Regions from separate parts of the Canis lupus genome. Here region 1 is linked to region 2. The links are chromatin contacts, called in public Hi-C maps. All regions are on one chromosome and are shown on one strand. Each heading gives the region's core, a stretch centred on a gene start, on an enhancer-like site or on the middle of the called end of the contact. The rest is flanking DNA. Distances are from core to core; before and after follow the strand shown. Region 1 has its middle 32 kb from the start of GNAQ. Region 2 has its middle 110 kb from the start of GNAQ.

Region 1 (5,815 bases), core at 693-3,192, 76 kb before region 2:
AGTCATCTTTATGTTTAAGAAGAAGTTATTGTTGTTGTTCTAAAAGTTACTCTGAGATAAAATATGACCTAACAGTTCTAGAAAACAGAGAAGAAAATAATGAAATCTCTTACATTGTACTTTCAAAGAACTTTTCCTGCATATGTCAGGTCCAAATAAAAATAAAAACAGCACAAGCAGGGGATATTTGTTTCACAAAAGATTCTCTTCCCTTCTCCCAACTTTCTTTTTTTTTTTTTTTTTTTTTAAAGATTTTGTTTATTCATTCGTGAGATACAGAGAGAGGCAGAGACACAGGCAGAGGGAGAAGCAGGCTCCCCGCAGGGAGCCCCATGTGGGACTCGATCCCAGGTCCCCAGGATCACACCCCGGGCGGAAGGTGGTGCTAAACCACTGAGCCACCCGGGCTGCCCCCCTTCTCCCAACTTTCAATAGTTCTGTAACAAAAGTGCCAATGGCACACACAAATAGTAAAATAGAAAACAGGTATATTACCAATATACAAATGTGCCTTTATTCCAAAGGACTCGTAATATTTTCAAATGATTGACTTAAAACAGTTAGGAAATGAAAAGATTACAGGAAAAAAATAATTTTTATCTTTTACAAAGCTGTTAAGTTATTTATCAAATTTCAATACAAAATACCCATTAACTTAATTATATATACATTTAATTTATATAATGATTTCCAAATTCAGTTACCATGCTAAATCAGAAATGTGTCATTTGACTAGTACTAAACTCAACATGTGTTTCACTCCATCTATTATTGCTTAATAATTCATAGGTAAGTGTCTAAGAATTGTCTATTAATAAATAATGAACAAAAATGAAATATCTGATGTCATGCTAGTGACTCACACAAAAAGACAAAGTTGAGAATGGGAAACCATGAAAAATATTTCCACCAGGGAAAGGAGAGAAATATTTAACAGCCCTATCAAAGTGAGCGATTCCCTATAATTCACTATTAGAGGGGTTTTAATGAACATGAAAAAAATATTTTTAAGGTAGATTAGGGACAGAATCACACACTCCAACAGCTGCAGCATCCTTTCCACTCATCCTACCAGCTGGAAATCACTGTTAACAACATGGCAGGAGGTCAGAGGAGGAAGGTCAGGTGCGGCAGACACTCCTCTACTGTCTCCTCCACTGTCTTTCCTCTGCTGCTTGCTCAGAGACTTCCTTACCCAGGCCTGTGGCAGTGTGTGTGTGTGTGTGGGGGGGGGGGGGGGGGCGGGGACGGAGGGGGGGCTGCGCCACATCCCTGGAGGTGTGGGACCAAGTGTATTTTGACAAGTTCTTGAGATGCTTCTGCTGTGCACCAAAGTGCAAGAACCCCTAATTATTCCCTGCTGTCTCTCAACAAAATCACCTCTGAGTGTTTATTGTTAACTTCCATGTTTATGATATGAAAAAAGATCTCTATGCTTTGAAAATAGTCCATTGTTTTTAAGGCAAAGTCCAAAAGTTGGTGTAAGTTCGACTAAAAACCTGCATGGTGGAGTGACATGTCTCCCCTCTGCCCTTTCTCAGAGTGAAATCTGACACAGGCTAGACTTGCAATATGCACATTTGGAAGGGATATGCCCTTCCAATGAGTAACTGCTTCCCAGGTCAGTCTCCCCAGGGGCCCTACCACGCGCGACATCCCTGCACACCTAAACCCGGTGGCAGGCCTTCTTCTCTTAAAACAAAAACAAAATATGAGCAGAGAGTTCATGTGTGACTGCTTTGTTAAGTAAAGTAATCCTCTTACGTACTTAATCTGCCTGTGTTTGAACAGATAATAAATGTTGTGGCTATCAAAACGAAGAAAGTCCATCGAACACAGCTGGGCTGGCCAGGAGGCAGAAACAAGCAACAATGACAAAGCCAGAGACTTAGCTTAGGACCTACAGCAGCCCAGCCCTTTCCTCAAAATCCAACTTGGCCTTTGGAATCTATCCTCCCCCAGCATGTACCTAGTGTTAAAGAACCGATTCCACTGACATCGTCCCTCGGTGTCACAAACATTTAATTCTCCATTCTCATCAAACTGAAAAATCTGGTCACAAGTCTGTTGTGTCCTACTTAATTGAGCGGCACAAAACGTTATGCTTTCTTCCAGAAAGAAGTTTAAGATATGTTGGAGACGACATAATAAAAACAGTTTCATTTCCTCGTCACCTTAGCTGATCATGTGATTTTGAAAGTCCACTTTTTTTCCTCTGCTTGTATTAGATACCAGCAAATGCTAATATCATGGAGACAGAGTTCAGTTGGCTTCTGTTGAAAGAGGCACTGTAACTATATTTCCATCCTCTTTAGAACTTTTTTTTCCCTAATTTATTCAGCTCAGCCACATGGCAGATGGTTTTAGAGAATTCCAGTTAATGGGAAGTCATCCTCCTTCGGTTCAGTAAGTGTCCGAGGAAAGGAAGGTGTATCTAATGCACTGTCAATGTGGCCACCATTCCATCCTGGTATGGTTTATGGAAGAGAACTGAGAACATGAGAATTTTCACACTGTTTCAGAAGCAGCTGGACACTTGGTAAAACAGGAGAATGATACCAAGAGTCACTCATTAACATTGCTGAGCATACCAGCTGTGTGACTTTCCTCATGCCTCAGAATTTCCTGGACAGTTTAACATCAAATCCTAATGAACTCACATCAGCGCTTAAGAAAGCTTCTCATGTTTCAGAGTTAGGGCTAATGGGGCAAAAAATTAGGGACCCAGGAGCTCCAAAAGCCTTCAAGATCCTCCACCCCAAACCCCTCATCTACTGTAGACAGACAAACTGGAGCACAGAGCTGTATCAAGAGACCAGACTAAATCTAGAGCTGGCTGACAGCAAAACCCGGCCTGGCAACAAGGCCTCAATTCTTGCCACAGGGGTATTAAGCTGACAAACCACCCTCACTCACTCCTGGGCTAACTACCAACACAGTAACCAAGCCTCTCTAAGGAAGGCAACGGTGGTGTCCAGAGAAAACTGCCTATTAGCATTCGGGGCACCACGCCCCATTTTCACGAAATTTGGTCCTGAACAAACCATGATTTCTTTTAAACCATTGGGTCTCTGCTGCCTAACCACAGAGTAAGAGCTGGCAAGTCTGAAATAATTTAAGACACAGGCATGACACACTTTATGCTAGCAACACAAAAATGTTCAAAATCCGCAGTCACTGCTCCAAGGTAAGTGTCCAGGAGATGGGGAGATTTTCTAGACATTTTGCTCCTCTCTGAAGTCATCGAAGAAAAATCATTGTTATGGTCGATTTCTATTCATACACAAAGCAAATGTGGGTAATTTTAAGTGGTAAGTTCTATTAATGTGAAGTTTGGTAAACCATTTAAGAATTTTGCTGGATATTTCTGGAAAAGAAAAAGTCTCCAAAAAACTCACTGAAAGTTTGACTAGTATAAATATGAAATGATAAGAACAGGTATTTAATTTGCCTCCTTCAAATCACTTGGAAGAATTTTATGGATTAAATTATAAACCATTAGGTTTACAGGGTCATTAAATCTAATCCTTTATAATTATAGGACATAAAGGAAGTATTCACTAGTAATAGCTAGTAATAACTTTACCCAAAATATTCAGTATCCTTTTTGATTTGGATTTTCTGTTTGACACACTGAGGGCAGTAATCAGTTTGCACTCAAAACCAAGATGGGATGTTTTTCCAATGATGATGATTCCTGAGCTACCTTCAGTGGGTCCATGAACAAGCCACAACCATGTTAAGTACAGTCCTTCATGTGAAATGTTTCTAATTCCCTTTTTTTAAGCCAAAGGTTGTCATCTTGTCATTCTTAAATACTAACAACGACAGTAGTCAATAACACTGTAGTATCTTTATGGTGACAGATGGTGGCTAGACTTATGGTGGTGATCATTTTGTGACATATATAAATGTTCAATCATTGTTGTACACCTGAAACTATGATAATGCTGTATGTCAACAATACTTCAATAAAAAATACAAATTAAAAAAGAACAGATAACACACACACACACACACACACACACACACACACCAAGTAGTAACAACAGTAATGTGTATATCAGGCACAGTCTACTTACCAGGCTTTCTTCTAAAGTGCTTTCCACTTTAACACATCCCACCCTCCCAACAACCTTATAAAAACTGGGTAATATTACTATTTTACACTGAAAACCAACATGGTTCCGTCTGAAACTTACAAGGCTCAAAACTGAAGGAGAAGGATATGGTCCCCAAAAACAGGGAATTTGAAGGTAACTACTAGAAAGCAGTTGTTGACTTCTTGTGCAAATCTAAATCCCTGCCATCCCACTGTGACCCTGTGGTGATCCTGTTACAGACTACAAACGCCCAGCTTCCTCTCTCACATCCTTGGAATGCAGGAAGAGCTGAGAAGAAAGGTTTCAAACTCCAGAAGATTAATGTTTTCCTTTTAGGATGAGGATTCCTTACTTTAAAAGCCTTACATCTTGCGAGAAGATCAATTTCCAGGGGCTGGCACCATAACCCTCTTGGACCAGCGTTGCTGGGCTAAGGAGGTAGTTTTCAGAATTTGAAGTTTTAGTTTCCCACCTCTCCCAATTCATTGATGAGAACGGATCTCAGGAAGGGCGAGGAAGGAAAATACCCTCTCATCCAATTCCCAGTCAGAGGAAGAGAATGCACTTGAACGTCGGCGCATGGAAGTGGAGGGGGCATCTCTCTGCAACGCAAGATGGCTCAACTGTGTTCTTCAACATTTAATCAGAGTCCCCCTTCCATGCACTAGGGACACAGGGCACCAGGGACGCAGGGACAAAGACAGGAGGTGAGGCAGTTACGGGACAACTAAATCATACCACAGGAGCCGGATGAAACAGGAGAATGACACAAGAGTCACACAGGAAGGAATCATGTATTCTGGCTTTTGATATAGGAATAGACGTATCCCAAATGGCCTCGTTGGACAGGCCCAGGGAACAGCACGGATGTCACTCATACCCATGCACGAGAACATCTGGACGTGGTGCTGTGAATGATGAGGAGGAACAACAGTCAATAAACTAACCCCATTTGAGAGTACAGCTGTGGAGAGGGGGATAGAAACAAATGCTAGTTGGTTTAAGAACAAAATAATAATAATAATGATATCCATGACAGATAAGGCCCTTGCCCCCCTGTCCCTGGAGGCATGGATCATGTAACCATTTGCACTACACAGGAAAGGCAGAGTCACTCTTGCATGGGAAGCAATTAACGAGAAGGGAACACTCCAATGGCAGGGGAGAGCATGGGGAATTTGCTTGTTCTTTTCCAACTAGGTCAGATTCGCAGAAGCAATGGGATTTCATGAGTAAGTTGAATGAAAGAAAGGTCACATATGTGCAAGTTAAGGAGGTAAGGAAGGAGGAGGCTGCAGGGACAGCAGCTTATTTAATACGGTGTTATTTAACAGAGCTTGTCCATCACAGGACAGAGGAGGAATGGTGTACGTCCAACTCCTGCTGGAGGGAGCAAACCGGGAGAGGCCAGTGACAAAGCCTCATCAGAATGAGAGAGGGCAGTATTTGCCTAGACATGTTCTTGTTGCCACCTAAACATTTCTGCAGGGCCCAATGCCGATGTGATGTGTTAATCACATGGCATCTTACACAGTGTAGCATCCTGAAGAAAAGCCACATTTTAAATGGCAAGCATGCTCTTACAAGACCAAATACTGTATTATGAGTCTATGGTTAACTTTACAAATGTGTCTTTTAAATGACCATTTTGCCTTTATAAATCCAATGTGGACAAGTTACTATTTCTGTGCAACCATTTCTTCGTATTTCTA
Region 2 (5,931 bases), core at 728-3,227:
TGATGAATGTAGGTGCTAAATTACTGTCATATTTTTCCACCACTTCTAATAGGCCATATTTGGGGGCTGGGGAGAGGCTGTACTAAACCCTACTCAAATAATCTAGTAAGGGAAAAAGTTCTATCACTCTAGCAGAAACACTGTTTCATTTTTTGCTCATAAAATTATCTCCTCAAGCCATTTTTAAAGCACCTCATGTTATTTAAATACACAGTATGTAATTAAGTGTCCATATATGTGCATTTGCCTAAAAGTCTTCTTCCAAGACATTCAAACTGAGGCCTTCAAACAGACAAACCCCCTGGGTTCTCACTCAGCGGCTAGGAACCTCAAGCTGTCACATTTCAGACAACAGGGATGGCTTGGGAGATCTCAAATGCTGTATTCACAGCTAACCATGAACAAAGACTGTAAACAGGGAAAAAGAAAACCCTTTCTTAAGTATCTGTAAAACACATGCTTTCCCCCTTTATCATGCACTTACACACTCTATGCCTATTTCTCTTCCCCTCTCTATTTTTCTCAATCTCGAGAATCCGCAACATATTCAATTACACATTATTCAGCCGTTAGAAGTAGCCCAAAATGAGAATAAAACACTTTTTAATTTTCATTTTTCCAACTGCAGTTTTCCCCTTCCCTGGCTTCATTCCCTAAAGCCCACCTCTTTTATCCAGCGCTCTGCCTTCTGTTCTTTATAAACATGTGCACATTTATCTAATCTGGTTTCAAGATGAAGACATAAAGCATGGCATATGAGTTAACCATTTGTAATTATTTGTGATCATTATATTTTGTTCCCCCTTGTAAATGATCCAGTAGATAAGCACTTGAGTCCCAAAGGCAGCTGGTTCCTTGAACCAGGAGATGGAATGCTCAAGAAAGAAGCCGCATGCTTCCCGGATCTGAAGTGACAATACAATATTTCTTTCTTCCAGCCACGTCTGAGGAACATATTTATTATACACGCAAGTATCTTGAACACAAGTGCAGACATTTTTCAGGCCTGTTACTGCAAAGCTATTTGCTCTTCCTACCACCATAGCTCAGAGTTATGTCACGCTGGCTCCTATGTGTACCCTGATCCTTGACTGTGAACATTCTCTCAAAGATAATCATCAATAGAATTCCTATTTGAGAAACAGCCTTTTCTTGATAACTTAGTGCTGGGGCTTTTTTGGAGATCAAAGGGAAATTTTCGCTATACACTTCCCGTTTTCCTTCCAGCCCAGATCCCAAAGATATTAAAAATTGCTGTCCGTTTTAAACAAAAGGTTTCTATTTGTTTCCGTGAGAGTAACTGAGAGGCTGCGCTGGTTTTCAGTAGTAACTATTGTGAATTCAGGCCTACATCTGGGTTGCCTCATTAAACAAAAGAAACCCGTCGCTGTCAACAACCACACAGCGCAACCCTCGCGTATCCGTCCTCTTTATCTGGAAGGAATGGTGCAGACGAGAAGCCAGCCTGTCACCATCCACTGGTCAAGAAACTCCAGGGTCCCTGCTTTCGGTGGTCTGGTGGCCAGAGCACAGCACTTGCGTGACACACCTGAGCTTGCCTGCCCGCCCCCCCCCCCCCCCAAGACGTAGCCCCCTTTCTTCGGAGCGCCGACCGCTGGGCTCCCTCATCATCGCTTCTCCGGGAATCCGGTCGCGAGTCTGCCCACCATACCTGCCTCTGCTGACCCCAGAAGGCACTGACAATGGATGCACACGGGCCACCCCACCGCACGCTGTCGCCCAACGCGCCCCAGCACGGCTCGTCGCCCTCGGGCCACACACCCCCCTCCCCTCTCCAGCACCGGGCGCCGCGGCCAAGACGCTGGAAGTTCAACCCCGCTGCCCACCTTCCACCCCCGCGCCTCTCCCCCGAAGTGCTCTGCGGCGTAGCCGAGGCTCGGCAGATAAACGCCCGGCCCGAAGGCGCAGCCCTCGGGGACACCAAAAGGCACAGGCCGAGGCCCGGGGCAGGGCAGCCCCGACCCGAGCCCTCCGCGCGGTGTCTGCGCGCATGTAGGCGCGCGCGGAGGGGGGTGGTGCGCGCGCCCGCGCCCGCGCCCGCGCAGGTTAGCGGCTGGGGGCGCGCCCGCCGAGGGTCGGGGCGAGGGGCGAGGGGCGAGGGGCGAGCGGGGGCCGCGGGGGCCGCGGGGGGCGGCGGCCGGGGGCGGGGGGCGCGCGCAGCCCGGCGGGAGGGCCCAGGGCGGCGGGCCGCGGGCCGTACTCACCGAGCAGCAGCAGCTTGAGCTCCCGGCGGGCGTCCCGCTTGTCCCTGCGGAGCTGCCGCTCGATCTCGTCGTTGATCCGCCGGGCTTCCTTGGCCTCCTCGCTCAGGCAGCACGCCATGATGGACTCCAGAGTCATTCTTCCGAAGTGCCTCCGCTGCAGCCCCGCCGGCACCCCCTGCTCACACGCGCGCACACACGCCCTCCCGCCCTCGCTCCCCCGAGGCAGCGGTGGCCGCCGAGCCCCCGCCGCCCGGGCGCGCGTCCGGGACGAGCTCGGGGAGCGCCGCGGGGGCCGAGGCCAGGGCCGGGGCACCAGGTGGGCCGGGGGTGCGGCGGGAGCGGGCGGCTCCGGCGCGCGAGGAGCGAGGCGGGCGCGGGAGGCGGCCGCGGGCGCTGGCTCGGGGGGCGCGCGAGGGAAGGCCGCCGCGCCCGGCCTCGCTCAGACGCCCGCGCCTCCTTCCCCGGGAACGGGCGGCCCGCCTCGCCCCCCGCGCCGCCGCCGCCGCCGAGGCTCCCCGAAGCCCTGCGCCCGGCGGCGAGAGCACATCCACCGGGCGTCCCCGCAGCGAGCGGCCGCCGACGGCTCCCCGCGCCCGGCGCGCCCGCTCCCGGCTCCCGGCTCCCGGCTCCCCGCCTCCGCCGCCGCCGCCGCCGCCTGACACGGCTCCCGGGCGCCCTGGGCCCTGCCCGCGCCCACCGCCCGCCGCGCTCCGCCGCCGCCGCCCCCGCCCCCGCCCCCGCTCCGCTCCGCCCCGCCTCCGCCGGACGCCCACCCCCGGCCCGGCTGCTCAGCGCTCGCCCTCCCCCTCGCCACACACACACATTTTCTTCTTTCTCTGAACTGGAGCACAGATCCGGGAGGGAGGCGGCGGCGGCGGCGGCGGGGGGGAGGGGGAGGCGGGAGGAGGGGGGAGGGGGAGGGGAGGCGGGGGGAGGGGGGAGGGGGAGGGGAGGCGGGGCCGCCCGGCCCCTCCTGCGCGGCTTTCCTGGGCTCCAGCCGCCGCGGCGCGCCTCCCGGGCGGCTCTCGCCTCGCCTGCCGCTCCCCGGCGGGGCGGCCCCTCGGGCTCTGGAGGCGGCAGCGGGCGCGGCGGTCGCGGCCGCCCCCCGCCAGGGCCGACCCGGGCCGCCCCAACCTGCCGCTGCCCGCCGGCCGCCCGGGCGTGGTGCAGCGGGAATATGGCGGCCTCGGGCCTCGGCGGGGTCGCGGGATGCAGCCGCCCCGGGCCCCCCTGCACTCCCGGCCCCCGCCCCCGCCCCCGCCCCGGGTCCTGGTCGGGTCGGCGCCCCGGGGCCGCCTGCCGGCCCTCCTGCCTTCTCCCCGTCCCTATTTCTAAAACGCCATTCGGTGAGAGAAGCGTCTCGCTCACCTCTGACCCCACTTCAGGCTTGGAACAGAAGGTACTGGGTCGCGGAGGGAGACTGGGGGCGGCGGGGGCGTAGGCCACACTGCCCACAGAGTTACACCCGAGATAGAAATCTGAATCCTGAGCTGCAAAATGGAGCTGCCCAACTTTCCAAGAGCCTCCGATTTTTCATGCCGTCGAGGTTGTCTCTGGGTTGCTTACAAGCTCCTCTCTTGCCTCTCTGAAAAGGCGCCCGGCGTTTAACAGCCAAGGGATCAAATTTACCCTGCTGGCCCCGAGATTGAATTATGGTCCACTCACGGGGAAATGCAAAATAATGGGGAAGGCAAGGAAAGAATAAAATAGGGGGGAAAGGGGGAAAACAAGATTGCCCCAGCGAAATCCCATCCTAGTGTTTTCTTTTTCCACATTCGATGGAGGCGTTTTACGTTGAAATGTGTGCTTGTGAAAAATGAATAAATGGCCAAAAATGAAAAAAAAAAAAAAAATCTCTGCTCATTCAGGTTTTAGTTGGCCTAATAGCTACAAAAGGTGAAACTCAGATTGCTTCCTGCTTTAATGGAAACTGTGGTCTCAAGAGTAAATTGTATTTTGTGAAAGGAATCCCTTTTTCACGTTTTATGTATTCTAAGATGCCTCTGGAGCAACCTGCTTATCCGGAGTATAAAGTGAGGTCATGACTACTATTGCTACAGGTCAACAATGCACATGGACTTCTTGGATGACAGGTGTGTGACTACCTTCTTTCAGGTGCCATCACCTCCACCCCTTGACACACACACATGCCAGAACCTGGATCAAACAAGTCATGGAGATCTTAGATCTACACTTTAGGCTCCCTTTTTTAGAAGAATATGTGGCCTAGCAAATGATTCGATTTCACATAGGCCAGGAAAGCAGAGAACACAAACCTCACCACCTGTATGTGAACCCTAAAAAAAGCCACTAGACTTTCTGTGAAATTTAAAGTGACTAATGAAATTAAATATGGAAATTCATTTTCTTAAGATTTTATTTATTTATTAATGAGAGAGAGAGAGAGGCAGAGACACACACAGAGGGAGAAGCAGGCTCCATGCAGGGAGCCAGATGTGGGACTTGATCCCAGGACCCCGGGACCACACCCTGAGCCAAAGGCAGATGCTCAACTGCCGAGCCACCCAGGTGTCCCAAAGATGGAAATTCAACAGGCAGAAATGGCTTCAGGGGAAACATCATAAGTTTGCATCCTCTAATATATGTATATATAGGAGCTTCAAAGAGATATTAGACATCAAAAAAAAAAAAAATCAAGTGACAGGAAGCTTCAGGTCTCTGGTTTCCTAGGCAAAGACTCAGATTTTTGAAAACGCCTCTCAAAACTGTACTATCAAGCTAGGAGGCAATCCATTTTGACAGAATTGACATAACTTTTGATGAAAGGAATTACACTGTTTAAACACATTGTAGGTACCATCAAAATCTATTTTGTCACCCCTGAGTCCCCAGAATCAGGACCACTCCTTGGCACTCAGTAGATATTTGTATGGATAAAACAAATCAATAGGAGGAAGTTTCTTCAAATATTGGAAAGAAATTAGGAAGTAAGCCAATACTCTACAGTGATGAAGCCATATATAGATGACAAGGAGGAAACAGGAAAAGAAATTCAAAGTCAGAGCCCAGCTCTCTCCAGAAACCTTTGCATATATATCTGGAAAGCATTTGCCAAGCAAATACAAAATCCATGTAGAAACTCCTGAGGTAATTGATTGTATTTTGGAAGTAAATACTCTGAAATATGTTCCCAAACTTGGATCACATTACAAAGTCCCAGCTCATTAAATTAACATATATTCATTGCCTACTGTGTGTAAAGAAGGAAGTGAGATATCCCCAGGTGAACACAGTGTGGTCCTTGCCCTCAGTAGGCTTTCAGTCTTAAGGCATGAGACTCTGAACAGCCATTAATTAAAGACAGAATAAAATCAACTTGTATTAAAATTGGGATAGACAAGATAATAAAGGCAGGAGTAACTGGTTCTGTTGGAGAGAACTGGAGGACACTTCACAGGAAAGGGGACATTTGGATGCAAGTTTCCAACAAATACATATCTACATCACTTAAAGTAAATCAACATTTCCAAGTCATCCCCAAACAGATAGTGATATGATAAACCATTTTGAGAATTCAAGGGCAATTACTAGATGGCTGAAAAGCAAACCACACAACCCTAGGGGCATGGAATGCCAGAGGAAAATGATATGACTGTCACCTTTTCCATGGTATCTTGAAATGGACACCTGTCCCCATGTTCCTGTCACCCTCTCCAGTGGGACTGATAAAGAAGAACAGTCAAGG

What was found. Hi-C and Micro-C count contacts between places; a contact is called where the count stands out from the background.
Region 1: a contact with region 2 is called in a Hi-C map of liver, with 2.1 times the contacts expected there. The contact joins two enhancer-like sites. A contact is called at or near these places in 4 of 9 Hi-C or Micro-C datasets (amygdala, blood and liver).

Annotation. Positions count from the first base shown.
Region 1 is chr1:81,348,923-81,354,737 of UU_Cfam_GSD_1.0, reverse strand. No RefSeq gene overlaps it. Among named protein-coding and RNA genes, the nearest start is that of GNAQ, 32 kb to the left of the region's middle. Within about 2 kb of position 1,942, at least 2 of the 20 cell types and tissues checked have an H3K27ac peak or open chromatin away from gene starts, as enhancers often do. A contact at or near this core is called in liver, where this site is marked.
Region 2 is chr1:81,272,512-81,278,442 of UU_Cfam_GSD_1.0, reverse strand. No RefSeq gene overlaps it. Among named protein-coding and RNA genes, the nearest start is that of GNAQ, 110 kb to the left of the region's middle. Within about 2 kb of position 1,977, at least 10 of the 20 cell types and tissues checked have an H3K27ac peak or open chromatin away from gene starts, as enhancers often do. A contact at or near this core is called in liver, where this site is marked.